2 separate regions of the Hordeum vulgare genome follow, and region 2 is linked to region 1. Evidence: chromatin contacts called from public Hi-C data. All regions are on one chromosome and are shown on one strand. The core of a region is the stretch at or near the end of the contact, and the rest is flanking DNA. Distances in the headings are between cores, read along the strand shown.

What was found. Hi-C and Micro-C count contacts between places; a contact is called where the count stands out from the background.
Region 2: a Hi-C map of seedling shows a contact between it and region 1, with 5 times the contacts expected there. The contact joins the promoter of LOC123403355 here to the promoter of LOC123402147 in region 1. A contact is called at or near these places in 2 of 6 Hi-C or Micro-C datasets (leaf and seedling).

The regions. Positions count from the first base shown.
Region 1 is chr6H:111,191,769-111,199,049 of MorexV3_pseudomolecules_assembly, reverse strand. LOC123402147 (homeobox protein knotted-1-like 2) reads left to right here and starts at 4,616. Exons shown (of 6, transcript XM_045096027.1): 1 at 4,616-5,039; 2 at 5,806-5,926. The coding sequence starts at 4,731. It overlaps LOC123402148 (a long non-coding RNA gene), which reads left to right and starts at 5,933. Exons shown (of 2, transcript XR_006611241.1): 1 at 5,933-6,641; 2 at 6,720-7,281.
Region 2 is chr6H:111,914,094-111,921,374 of MorexV3_pseudomolecules_assembly, reverse strand. It overlaps LOC123403355 (proteasome subunit beta type-3), which reads right to left and starts at 4,610. Exons shown (of 7, transcript XM_045097296.1): 1 at 4,467-4,610; 2 at 4,163-4,344; 3 at 3,943-4,050; 4 at 3,370-3,459; 5 at 2,662-2,746; 6 at 2,452-2,546; 7 at 1,928-2,160. The coding sequence starts at 4,472. The coding sequence ends at 2,112. It overlaps LOC123403356, which reads right to left and starts at 1,833. Exons shown (of 1, transcript XM_045097297.1): 1 at 459-1,833. The coding sequence starts at 1,181. The coding sequence ends at 654.

The DNA.
Region 1 (7,281 bases), core at 3,367-5,866:
AGAATTTCTGATAAGTATATGAGGTTGACATATTGTTGATCGGAAGTAATGTAGAATTTCTGTGAAGCATAAAAGGTTGTTTGAAAGGAGTTTTTCAAAGGAAGACCTCGATAGAGATATTTGAACATTGAGCATCAAGATCTATAGAGATAGATCAAAACGCTTAATAGAACTTTCAAATGAAATGCATGCCTTGACAAGTTTTTGAAGGAGTTCAAAATAGATCGACAAAGAAGGAGTTATTGGCTGAGTTGTAAGGTGTGAATTTGAGTAAGACTCAAAAAACCCGACCACGGCAGAAGAAAGAGAAAGGACAAAGGTCGTCCCCTATGCCTTAGCCGTAGACTCTACAATATGCCATGTTGTGTACCGCACCTGATGTGTGCCTTGCCATTAGTTTGTCAAGGGGTACAAATAGTGATCCAGGATTGAATCACTAAAACAGCGGTGAAAGTTATCCTTAGTAACTAATGGACTAAGGAATTTTTCTCAATTATGGAGGTGGTTAAAGAGTTCGTCGTAAAGGGTTACGTTGATGCAAGCTTTGACACTAATCCGAATAACTATGAGTAGTAAAACGGATTCGTATGGTATAGTAGATATTTGGAGTATTTCCGAATATCACGTAGTAGCAGCATCTATAAGATGACATAAAGATTTGTAAAGCACACACGGATCTGAAAGATTCAGAACCGTTGACTAAAACCTCTCTCACGAGTAAGACATGATCAGACCCCAGAACTATATGGGTGTTGGATTCGTTAAAATTACATGGTGATGTGAACTAGATTATTGACTCTAGTGCAAGTGGGAGACTGTTGGAAATATGCCCTAGAGGCAATAATAAATTAGTTATTATTATGTTTCCTTGTTCATAATAATCGTTTATTATCCATGCTAAAATTGTATTGAATGAAAACATAGATACATGTGTGGATACATAGACAAAACAATGTCCCTAGCAAGCCTCTAGTTGGCTAGCTAGTTGATCAAGGATAGTCAAGGTTTTCTGACTATGTGCAAGTGTTGTCGCTTGATAACTGGATCACATAATTAGGAGAATCATGTGATGGACTAGATCCAAACTATGAATGTAGCATATTGATTGTGTTGTTTTATTGCTATTGTTTTCTGCGTGTCAAGTATTTGTTCCTATGACCATGAGATCATATAACTCACTGGCACCGGAGGAATACCTTGTGTGCATCAAACGTCACAACGTAAATGGGTGACTATAAAGGTGCTCTACAGGTATCTCCAAAGGTGTCCGTTGAGTTAGTATGGATCAAGACTGGGATTTGTCACTCCGTGTGACGGAGAGGTATCTCGGGGCCCACTCGGTAATACAACATCACACACAAGCCTTGCAAGCAATGTGACTAAGTGTAAGTCACGGGATCTTGTATTACAGAAAGAGTAAAGAGGCTTGTCGGTAATGAGATTGAAATAGGTATGCGGATACCGACGATCAAATCTCGGGCAAGTATGTTCATACCGAAGGACAAAGGGAATGACATACATGATTATATGAATCCTTGACACTGAGGTTCGTTAAGATCTTCGGAGAATATGTAGGATCCAATATGGGCATCTAGGTCCCGCTATTGGATATTGACCGAGGAGTTCCTTGGGGCATGTCTACATAGTTCTCGAACCTGCAGGGTCTGCACACTTAAGGTTCGACGATGTTTTAGTATAGTTGAGTTATATGTGTGGTTACCGAATGTTGTTCGGAGTCCCGGATGAGATCACAGACGTCACGAGGGTTTCCGGAATGGTCCGGAAACGAAGATTGATATATAGATGGTTTCATTTGGTTACCGGAAGGTTTTCGGGCATTACCGGCATTGTATCGGGAGTGACGAATGGGTTCCGGGAGTGAGCCCAAAGGCATAGGGTGGCGCCACAAGTCCCTAGTGGGCTGGTGGAGACAGCCCAAGAGGGCCTTGGCGCCAAGGAAAGAAAACCAAAGAAAAAGAAAAAAAAAGAGGTGGGAAGGAAGAGAAGGACTCCACTTTCCAATCCTAAATTGGAGTAGGATTGGAGTAGGACTCGTCCTCTCCTTTGGCCGGCGCACCCTTGAGGGCTTGGCCCTCAAGGCAAGCCCCCTCCCCCTCCCTCCTATATATAGTGGTGATTTAGGGCTGATTTGAGACAACTTTTGCCACGTGCAAGTCAGATATAGACAAGATAGTTCTTCCTCTAGATCGTATTTTTACGGAGCTCGGGCGGAGCCCTGCAGGAGTAGATCGTCACCACCACTGGAGTGCCGTCACGCTGCCGGAGAACTCATCTACTTCTCCGTCTTGCTTGCTGGATCAAGAAGGCCGAGATCATCGTCGAGCTGTACGTGTGCTGAACGCGGAGGTGCCGTCCGTTCGGCACTAGATCGGAATGGATCGTGGGACAATTCGTGGGACGGTTCGTGGGGCTGATCGAGGGACGTGAAGACGTTCCACTACATCAACCACGTTTCTTAAACGCTTCCCGCTGTGCAATCTACAAGGGTACGTAGATCCAAATCTCCTATCGTAGATGGACATCACCATGATAGGTCTTCGTGTGCGTAGGAATTTTTTTGTTTCCCATGCAACGTTCCCCAACAATAGCTACTGGTCATGGACTCATGGTCCAAGGAGGACTACTCACGACACGTCCGGGAAGCGTCCATGGTGGTGGAGAAGCTCCGGGGGTCAATCCTCCCTCCAACAGGGTGCCGGGAAGAGGTCTCGTGACGCTCCCAATCTTGGAAGCGCTGAGGAGGCGGAACGATGGAGAAATTCGCGATTCCAGAAAGTCTGCGAGGGTTTCCTCACGGATCTCTAAATATAGACCAAAGGAGGGCACTAGAGGAGGTGGGACCCACCCAAACGACCTCCTGTCGCGGCCTAGGGCCTGGCCGCGCCAGCAGGCCGCATCGGAGGCCCCTGGCCCCCCTCTGGCCCTCCTTCGGTGACCCCGAAGCTTTTGTTTCGCTGATTTTTTATATATTTTTCTGGATTTTTTCGGGCTTCCAAAAATTGGGTAAAAGCCCGTGCAAAATAGACATCAGCACACAGAAACTGTCACCGGGTGCAATGAGTTAGTAGGTTAGTCCAAATATGTGTAAAATGATATAAAAGTGTAGCAAAACATATAACATTGTCACCCAAATGATCATGGAACAAGTAAAAGTTATAGATACGTTTGGGACGTATCACCCGCGCCGCCGCGCCTTCGCCCCGCTCGCGCCGCCGTCGTCGAAACCGCCCGATGGACAACCACATAGACATCCCCCTCACCCCCTCCTATGCCCGCGATCCCTCCACTGCCGCCACAAGCGCCGGCGCAAACCCTAGCCCGACGAGCTTTGGGCTCGTCTCCGCCGGAGCTCCTCCGAGCACCGGTCTCGCGCTTAACCTTTTCATGACACCACGACGACCTCGGCGGGTGGTGGCGCGCCGGCGCCCGCCGTGACACGCGCCCCCCTTGAAGATTCCAAATGCACCGGCGGTGAAGAAGGCCGTCAAGAAGGTGTCCGGAAAGAAGAAGAAGGCGGATGATGGCTCCACTAGGCCGCCGAAGAAGAAACTTGCACGTCGTGCGACGGACGCGGCTCACGGGCGCAATATTTGTCGCCGCTGCTCGAGCCAGCACACTCCGTCGCGCTAAAATTTCTAATTTCGACGCTGCAAAATCGTTTTTGCGCGTGCGGCGATACCGCGACTATTGAAGATGCTCCAAGGCATACGATTAGGGCTGGACCAAAAGCTCGTAGCTCGCGAGCCTAATGAGCGCTCGATAGTTCGGCTCGTTAAGCTCGTGGCTCGCTTCTTAATGAAGAGAGCCAATCATCAATTTCAGCTCGTTAAGATTAACGAGCTTAACGAACAAGCTAACGTGTTTCACGAGTGGCTCGTTAAGCTCATTAATAACAATACAACATATTTTCATCGTACATGACAAAATTTACGTAGCACCTCATCCCATCTACTCAATCTAATCTATATACAAAGTTACAAACTAATGAATTTTTTTATAGGCACCATTTTTTCTTTTTAAAAACCACACCTACACACTTATCATATACACCGTCACACATTAAAATCTGTTAACAAGCGCTCGCGAGTACTCACGAGCTTAACGAGTTTCAAACGAACCGAGCCGAGCAGGGTTTTCAGCTCGTTAATCTTAATGAGCTTAACAAGTCGAGCCTTCACGAGCACGAGCTTAACAAGCCGAGTAGCTCGTTAATCCACCCCTATATAGGATCAATGCAAATATTGTCAATCCACAACATATAATTTCAAATTCAAACTCACATTCATTCATGAGGTACGAAGGAAAAGAAATCATGCAATGAAGAGTGACCAATAGTATGGCATGTCACCGTTCATGCTAAATTTTAAATGTGTTCTTCTCCATGGATTTTTAACTGTAATTTGGTCTCGACGGCGGCCAGCAGCTGTATCTCCTCGTCGGTATCGACGCCGTAGGGTGCACGTCTCTGCAGTCCACACCTCACATACTTTGACGAGCTCGTCGTCTCGCCCGCTCGCGGACAGTCGTCAGCTGCGACAAGGACGCCAACCCACCCTGCCATCAGTCATCCACTCCGCCCGTCCCTCCCACCCCCACCAACCAAAACCCACAACCGCCGAGGTCGTTGCGCCTCCTCTCCCCCCTGAGCGCCCCGCCTCCGCCTGCCTCCCTCCACCTCGCCACCCGACGACGCGGCGACGGAGGGCTCGATGTCGTTCCACTACCCGGACCACGGGCTCGCGATGGACGCGGCGGCGGCTGCCGCGGCCGCCGCCTCGTCGCCAAACCCTAGCTTCTCCCCCGGCGGCGGCGGCGGGGAGAGGGAGAAGGCGGCCGTCGCGGCCCACCCGCTGTACGAGCGGCTCCTGGAGGCCCACGTCGCCTGCCTCCGCGTCGCCACCCCCGTCGACCAGCTCCCCCGCATCGACGCGCAGATCGCGGCCCGCCCGCCCCCGCTCGCCGCCGCCGCCGCCGCCGCGGGCGGGCCCTCCGGAGGCGAGGAGCTCGACCTCTTCATGGTATCTATGGCTTTCGCGCCCCTGCCCTTTATTTTTTTCCTGCGTTACCATGCCACCTGGTGCCGTGCCTGCCTTGTTAGGGTGTGTGTATATGCTTCGTGTGAACAATTGGAATTCGGAATTGGGATAAAATTTGCATAGGTTTTGAGTAGGGCTGGTGATGGGTTTGTGATGTGCACCGTGTGGCGAACGTGGGAGGGTCGATCTGACTAGAGGCTGCTGGTTATTATAACAACACTGCTGCAATTTCCTTATTGATTTGTTTCGTATGAAGTAGAAATGAAGCCAAAGCAGGTACGACTAGGGTTCATCGATATAGTGGCACCATACCTGTTGAAGCAGTGTAGATACGCCATGGGTGGTGGACCTTTTTGTGGTTTACAGCGTACTAACAACTTATTTGGCAGACCTGAAATGCCATACTCCCTCTGTCCCAAAATAACTGTCTCAGTTTCGTACTAGCTCTAGTACAAAGTTGTACTAAGCTTAAGACACTTATTTTGGGATGGAGGGAGTACTATACTAGCATACGTGCTCGTCTATATGAATTGCCCATTTCTGTCTTTACTTCGATCTTCTTTAGTAGTGCCCTTACGGCTACTGATCATCTACAATGCTTTTATGTTGCGCATTACTAGAATTTCCTCTTCTTTTCAGATACTCGTATATCTTCTAAGAAATGAATATGTTGCTTACATCTAGCATAATGTTTTTCTCTGGGTATAATCCTGCTTGTGGATTCTAATTGTCCTTCACTGGCTTGCAGACACATTATGTATTGCTTCTCTGTTCATTTAAAGAACAGCTCCAGCAGCATGTACGTGTTCACGCAATGGAAGCGGTGATGGGCTGCTGGGAGCTTGAACAATCCTTACAGAGTCTAACAGGTAAATGAAAGCTTTTCTGTGTATATTGCTTGAGCAGGGTGGCAGAAATTCTCCAATCTACTGCATGGTGATTTCAATAATTTGGAAACCAAAAACAGGTCCGGTCCTGAGATTTTGGGGGCCCGGGGCGAAACTAGAATCCGAGGCCCAATCATATAAAACATCATATTAACCGATATATGCATGTATGATTTTTTGCCAATTAACATGTAGAGTGCATGCACAAGAAATATTCTTATCAAATAATTTATACCACATATTATACCCTGAAAATTGGTACCTCATCAAGAATAGCATATTCTGTAATGAATTAAATATGTGCTCATGATCACTCACATTGTTACCATCCGTGTTGATGTCAACAATTATCCATGGTCCATGGATCGTTCTTGTTATTCTGTCAACTAATGTACTCATTTTCTCTTTTTCCTTCCTCACGACGGGATGCATACTTCATAGCTGACATGACTGCTGAAATTTGAAGTAATAGTAAGCAATTTATCATGCAAAGATACAAAGTCACAAAAGTAGATCAACCCAATAAAATCTTACCAACTGTCACACTGAATTCACACGTGACAAATCACAAATAAATATCTAACCCTAAATTTGTACGAGTAAGAAACAAATATCTAGCTAGCCAGGACTTGAGGAGTGGAGGATGGAGGTAAGATCTGCTCTCGTGGATCATGTCCCAGTATCACGAACAGCAAGGGTGAGCATCCATCAAAAGAGTCTCGGTCATCTTCTTCAGCAGGTCCAGGATGAGTAATATGCAAGGTTTGACCTCCAGCTTCATGCGTACGATCATCATACTTCCGACATCTCTAGCACCACCGTCGACATCTCTAGTGCTGCTCGATCATTGGCGTTTTGAAGACCTGCCAAGTCATGAATGCCCTGGCCACCTTACGCAACAGGTTGATATTGAATTTTTCAAGTCATGAATGCCCAGGTCACCTTTCTTCGTGGGTCTACATATTATAAGCCACCTTACCATATGGTATTTCCTTTTGGTGTAGCCACCTTGCCAGAAAAACTTCCTGATTGTTTTGTTCATACCACCAATAGTTGTCTTTGGCAGCTCATACGATAACCTTGAACTCTTCAATTTGTCTAAGATTCAACCTTGAACTCTGAAATCGTCTAAGAATCAACCCTGAACTATCAAAACCGGCTAGGAATCAACCCTTCTCTCCCCTAAAACTGCTTTTCACTAAGTAGACCTAGTTTTGACCCGTTGACTGGCCAGCCAGAGCCACGTCAGTGTAGTCACTTAACCCATTTTTGATCAAATTGTGTCAAAAAATGGAAGTGTCCAAAGAAATCTTTAAAATCAACACCAATATAGTGAT
Region 2 (7,281 bases), core at 3,361-5,860, 720 kb before region 1:
CGGTGATATCCGTCCTTTTCTAAAAGAGGATCAACTAACGATGTATAGTCGCACTAAGAGTAGCATTGTTGTATGCCTACATAGAGGATAACCATGTATTAAGGAACTATTGCCTCTTGATTGTAACCCTATAAATATGAAATAGAACTTTTGTAACCCGCGATTTTTTACACTTAATGATTAATTCCAACCGACGCTGAGCTCGCGCTGGCGCTTTCTGATTTGCACCAATTTCAATCATTCCCGCCCCTCCGTCGCCCGATATGAGCTCCACTGTGCTCGCCACGGAGGTCGATTACTCGTTGTTGCGGCCCTTGCGACCAGTGCCTAAAAGCCTTATCTCCCCTACCCTAACATCATTTTAGGGCATCGGATTTTTACATCATCTATTGAAGATGCTCTAACACCACATGTGTGCACTAATTAGTCGGCTAAAACTTCTTTGACAACAAATCGACTATGAGGACCGACTCCAAAGCTAATATTTGTAGTTTTTATCCGCGCAATAATGTCAGTGTATTCACAAGACCTCTCAAATGTTCTAAAATTACTATATCTACCATGTGTCGCTTATTCTCATCGCATGCATCTTTTTTGCAACAAAACTATTTACACACATACTCTAAGTATTTGATCCACGGGCAGTACTACGATTACAGCTTTAGCGTCAGGTCAAGCTTCGGCAGCTCTTGATCTCCATCACCACAGTGGCCGACACTTCCGTCGCTCCGCCGCCGCCAGCCTTCGCCCTCGCCGGACGCCACCACCACCGTCGTCTGGACGTTGAATGCGTACAACCACCTCGGAAGCTCGCTCAGCCCGCCATGGACGGCGAAGGCGTAGCCGTGCTGTCCGAGCGGCGCTGGCACGCCGGCGTGCCGCCTAGCGATCGTGCGCTCACGTTTGTGCGCGTTCTGGTGCCCACCGAGCGCCTGCGAGCTGTAGAAATCCCGCCGGCAGTAGTGGCACCGGAACAGCTGCCGCGGCTCCTGCTCGGCCGCCGGTGCGGCCAGCAAAGGTGACTCTGCACCGACCGTGCCGATGAGGTCGAGCTCAACCGGCCGGAGAGACCCCTCCCCTCCGCCGCCGCCCACGAAGAAACGTGGGCGATCGCCGCCGCCGTCGCTCACGAGCCCTGCAGCCCGGGGACCTTCTCCTCCCCCCTTCTCCAGCCCTCCCATGAGCAAGCAAGATACCAACTGAGGAACGGAAGTGTTATGCGTGCCGTGTGAAAAATTCTTGTAGGAATTGATCAAGCAATTGTATGATATGAGCGCATATGGCTGTACATGTCAGGTGATTGCGACGTGCTGCTACATGCCATCTTACAAAAGTCACTTAAGTTGACATGCATGCAGGCGCTGGTTTCTTTACGTGCTTTGCTTCCGGCCAGCCGGCGGAAAACACTGGTCGGCTGACGCAGCCCAAGATCGCCGTTCGTGTGGGAGATCTCATTTTCTACGTACTATATTAGGAAGATAAGATAAGTGATGGGTACATGGGATTAGGACATGGAAACGCTATATTAGTAGTGTTCAATGGTGTTGGTGGGATCTAAAAAAGGGAAAGATGTCTGGGCATGTTTCATTCCTATACAAGGTGTTGCCATATTACATGCGGATAACATAGAATCAAAAAAATGCATTGATCATTACATGGAATTCTATTAAGATATTATATGAAAGTCGAATTTATTCCACTCCCTCTGTAAACTAATGTAAGAGCGTTTTATAAATTACTAGGAGGGAGTGCTAGTCGATGATTTCCTCTCAAGCACTGTTCTTTGGCTAGTCTAACTGATCAAATTTATCTAACGAACCAAACAAACAAGTCCGAACCATACAGAGACTGAGAGACATATCATATGCAATAGTTGCCTCCAGTGTCAACAGGCCAAACAAAAGCCTGCTAAGACTTGAGGCTGTAATTCTGGAACAAAGTGCACAGGCACACATGATTTTGATTTCAGATTTCAGACTTCAGTGGCATGTTAAAATCCAAGTTATAGGTTTGAACACGAGTGCACAGAAAGAGCAGATCACACAGGTTTTAGTAGGTCGAGAATAAAGGAACAATCTCCTATGTGATCTAGGACTACAGGTGTTGCGAAATCAGTCCATCCTTCCCTTAAGCACTCTCTCCTGAACTTCAGTGGGTGTTCTGCAACCAGGAAAAAAAAGTATCAGAATATCAGGATCGACTAGGCATAGAGAGAGGGAAACCACCTTCCTCTGATCTCTGGTATCGTAGTACAGTACTTCGCAGAACTACTACTATTATGGTGCAAAGTAGCAAAATCGTGATAGATCTGATGTGAAATCAAAATACCAAATTATAGGTGAAATTTTGCACACAAAGTGCCCAAATAATGAACAAATTGCATCAACAGTCAATCGGTCAGCAGGATGATCGTCACACACGTATAAGAATTAAGAGATGCGTGGAACTTACACAATAAGAACATAACCTCCCCAACCACTCAGGCAATCGCGGTCAACAGAAGAAAGCAATGCTTGTGAGATTGTCTCAAATAGTTCTTCGGGTTCCTTTATACCAAAAAAATGATCAAAAGAATTGTCATATTTACAGTACGGAACCAGATAATAAGGGACTACATAAAAGAAATTAGTGTGCACACATCTCTTGAGTAAGGAAACGAACCATGTCTGGTTTGTACATGGACTCACAAGCACCATATAGTGATTCCGAAGCAGTACCAGAAACCACAAAATCTTTTGCCAGTTCCCTGCAAAAAAAGAAACACTTGTGATCAGATTAACTCCTACAGATATAATAGCTGCACAGGAAGCGACAATATGGTTCACAAGAATCAACAGCATGTATCAAGAGACATGAAGCACCGCGATCTGTGATTCCAGGAAAGTACAGATGGGAACGGTACATTAGCATAGCAATACTGTCTACATTAACAATACAACTTTGTATGGCTCCTGGGCAACACTAAAACAAGATAACCTTTCCAAAGCATATACGTACTAACATTATATAGGTCAATATTTAGTTGCTTAATTATTTTTCATGCGTTTTAGACCCTTGTTTGGTGTTTTCTGTACCTCGTGGTTCGACATTCACTCCTTATAAATCTCATGCCTTAGAATTGCCAATACTTGGATGACAATTGACAATAAGCAATCTTAACCCAAGATTAAATACATCCAAGGAGTCTGACTGAGCCAAAGCTGATAATTCACTGTTATAAGCATGCCCATGGGAGATAGGTACGATACTTGGAAGTATGTGAATAAAACATAGCCCATGGCCGTATTCAAATTAATTGTACTTTTGAGAAGGAGGTAACATTGTAACACATGTAACAGAAAAGGTCACAGAAAGATAAATGATACATACTTGGCACCAATGCAGTCCATGGTACATATAAATGGCTGATCATTTTCACCTAGCCCAGCAATAATTGGTTGGCAGAAGTATGGCCCAAACCTAAATATCATGAAATAACTCGGTTAGCTGTCCCCATAGTTCAGCAAATATAAGGGGTGGTAATAAGACAGAAGGACAAGAAGAAGAAAAAATACAGTTACTGTATCTACACAAACATCCTACACATTTCAGCTTATAAAAATATGATTTATGAATCAGACTGCCACAAGAAGAAGAATTGCACAATTACATTCAACATAACTACGCAAAATATAAACCTATGTATCAGAGGGTAACATTTGTTGTAGCACCAGCTGTATCATTAATCATCATTCTTTTATCCCAAATTATGTGGAGATTAACCCGATGGAAGGCACCCCAACACTACTTCGCATAGTAAACCAGTCGCCACGAAGCATTTCAGCATGTCTAAATTTACTTCCCATGTTCAGCACTGGTTCATGTTTTCTACCCTTAACAGGATCGCAATTGCACGATGCTCGAAGTCAAGTTACCGGGATCCTAATACTTGAAGCTTCTCACCTTTTCTCGTAGAGGAGGGCCGAGACAAGGCTGGCGAAGGTCTCAGGCTTCATGTCCCTCTCCTCCCGAAGCTGGTACAATTTGTGCTTAAACACCAGCCGCTGGTACCTGCACACACACACACACACATCAGGCCCAAACCCTAAACCGACGAAAGCCACCAAATCAGGGGCGATCAGCCAAGCAACCAGAAACCGCAGATCGAGGACTGGGGACCCACAGCGTCTGGGCGTCGCTGGCGAGGCCGGAGAGGCCGATGTACAGCTTGCCGTGGATCTTGAACACCCTCTGGAAGTCGGTGGCGACGGTCTGCAGCTGCACGCCCAGGCGCCGGTCGCTGGCGATCGCGAAGCAGTTCTTCCCCACCATCGCCACCACGGCGCTCCCGTTGTACTCGAAGATCTGCGGAAGGGGAGAGATGCAGCGGGCGGATCAGTCGGGGGAAGCGGGTAAAGGGGCAAGGGTTTTGCGTGGGGAGGAGGGAAGCAGGGAGGTCGGAGGGTTCGTTTGCGGAGGGCACTCACCGACATGGCCGACAGGGATGCAACAGACGGCGAAGGCGGAGGCGGAGCGAGAGGAGGCGGCGGAGCACGGCGGCTTCGGTTGTGTATCCGGCGACGAAAAGAAAAGCGGCGAGTCCGTTCGGGTGAGTCTGTGTAATTGGGTCTCGCGCAATGGCCCAGGAGGCCAGGAGTCAGATAAGAATGTTTGCTTGATCCGCGGCAATTACTTACGGCCCATAGTTGGTATATAGAGGCCTAGAAATTGAGGCCTGTGACACCTTATGCAATTTTAGTGGGCCTTTTGAGTGCAACAGGGCCTTTTTATCGCAGTCAACGTTCTCTAAAAAAATCACATCTCCTAACAGCCCGAAGCGACTCCTTCCGCCAGTCCAGCCCTCCCTCTCGTCTCCGACGGTCATTATGGCTTCAAAAGAGGGGGGGCCTTGGATATAAGGCTAGAGTAGTGCATGGAGTTTAATTTCCCATCTTAACATTGTTTTGATGGTTTAAGACATTTTCCTCTAAAAAAATCTCGCAGTTTTATCCTCGCCCAATTGTAATTGTCGTGGCCCATATTGAACAACTTCTTGTAATGTGGTTATCATCGGCTATATATTTGATGGCTTGCCATCCGCTTCGCCTTATTTTGCCTGACCCAACAATGAAGCAGGCAAGTACTCCCTCCGTTCCTAAATATAAGTCTTTGTAAAGATTTCACTAGTGGACTACATACGGATGTATATAGACATACTTTAGAGTGTAGATTCATTCATTTTGCTCCGTATCTAGACACATAGTGAAATCGGTTAAAAGACTTATATTTAGGAACGGAGGGAGTAGTTGTTTGCTAACCTACCATGCAAGAGTTTGTGTTGTTTTGGCTTTACGGAATTTCTTCATTGGAGACTTCTGTGAATGCCAAGACACATACTCCCTCCGTTCACAAATAAGTGTACATATAGATTTGTACTTAGTCAAACTTTTTAAATTTTGACCAACTTTATAGGAAATAGTAGCAACATACATGGCATGAAAATGATATATTTGGAAACTTCATGTAAAGACAAATCTATTGATACTAATTTGATGTCATAAATGCTAACACTTTTCTCAATAAAGTTAGTTAAAATTTAACTAATTTGACTGACAAAAAAGGAAAAAATACACTTATTACCGAACGAAGGAAGTAAGGGAGAATAGGGACAGCTAGCGAGTTTATTTAGGATTTTGTTGCCACAGCCGTCTTATTGTCATCAATTTATTGTCCATTCTTACATTATCAAAGTTTGACCGTTTATCAGAAAAATATAAATTTGTTTATCTTGTAAAAAAGATACTTCCTATAAGTTGCTACCATTTTCTTGTTTTCTTTTTTGTTTTTGCAAAGTAAAAGATACTTCCCATAAGTTGCTAGTTTTTTCTTGTTCCTTTTGCAAAGAAAAAGTTATTATAAGTTGCTACCTTTTCTTGTTTTTCTGTTTTTGCAAAAAAAAAAAAGATACGTCCTATAAGTTGCTAGCTTTTTTTTTCAAAGAAAAACTTATTATTAGTTGCTACCTTTACTTGTTTTTCGCAAAAAGAAAATACTTATAATAATTTTGTGAGGAGTAGAGTCTCCGTCGTTTTTCTTCTTCTGAAACCACCCTCCATTAATGATCAACATTGTGAGGACAGGGTGTTGTTCCATCTGCTAGGCGTGCGAGTGTGCAGTCAACCCACCAGTACTCAAGTTTCCTGCCACGCCTTGGTACTGCCTGCACCGCTTTATTCTTGAGACATCAACTATGATCCATGCAAAGACGTCGAAGAAAGCTGGCCACACACGCAAATGCCTACACTAAGAGCATTTTCAGCCATAACTTACAAATTTGGGCACTCAAACACCCACAGACGCGTCCGGTCAGTGAACGAGCATGTCTCCTATTTATTTATTTGTGCAGGCATATTTTTTATTTTCTTCCTCATATGTCCGATCACTTGCACGTGATTGATAAAGAAAAAGAGAAAAAAAAATGAATAAAGAAAGGAAAAAGATGGTCCGGAATGGAGTCACTTCCTATGTGGCGGACTGACCGAACGCGTCCGCGAGCCCTCATATCATCCTTATCTTTAAGATGGTTATGAGGGTTTATGTACAACCCAGACATATAAAAACCATATGAGGGGTCCGGTTGGATCAATTTTTTTCTTCTCCTATTCGATCACTGACCGGACGCGTCCGCGGACGTATGAACCGGTCATTTGAGGGGTCCGGCTGTACATGCTCGAACTGACTAAAGCTTGCTCTTTCTCAAGTACCAATAAATTAAAAACAATAAGTAACTTAGGGTGTGTTTGGTTCTTGCATCGAGCTTGCTTAGCCAGGCAATAGAATTTGAGCGTAGCTCATGTGAGCAAGGGCAGACGTTTGGTTCTTTTGCTAAAGCCGGAGAGTTGTGGTAACCGGCAATCTTTCATCATGATCCGTAATTTTTGTTCGTTCTTGCCGCTGAAGGAGAGCCGATTCCATTCTCCTGCCCTGGCAAAGTTTTCCTAGCCCCAACTGCTCTTTAGCCTAGCGAGGCAAGAATTTTTGGGGTTAACAAATGCCCAGTCTTGTCTAGCAAGGCTAGCTTGGCTTTTGTCTCGAATCCAAACACACCCTTAGAGCAAGTCTAGTAGAGCCCTCAAATCCTCAAACCCATAAAAATAACTTTTTTTTACAGTTTTCGTCGGAAAAAAATGGTAGACTAGAACCCCTAAACCCTCAAACCCGTAAAAAAATTTAGAGGTCCAACCCTCAAACTGTTTCTCAACCTGTAGAAGTGAGGGTTGGGAGGAAAAACTCCCCCCAACC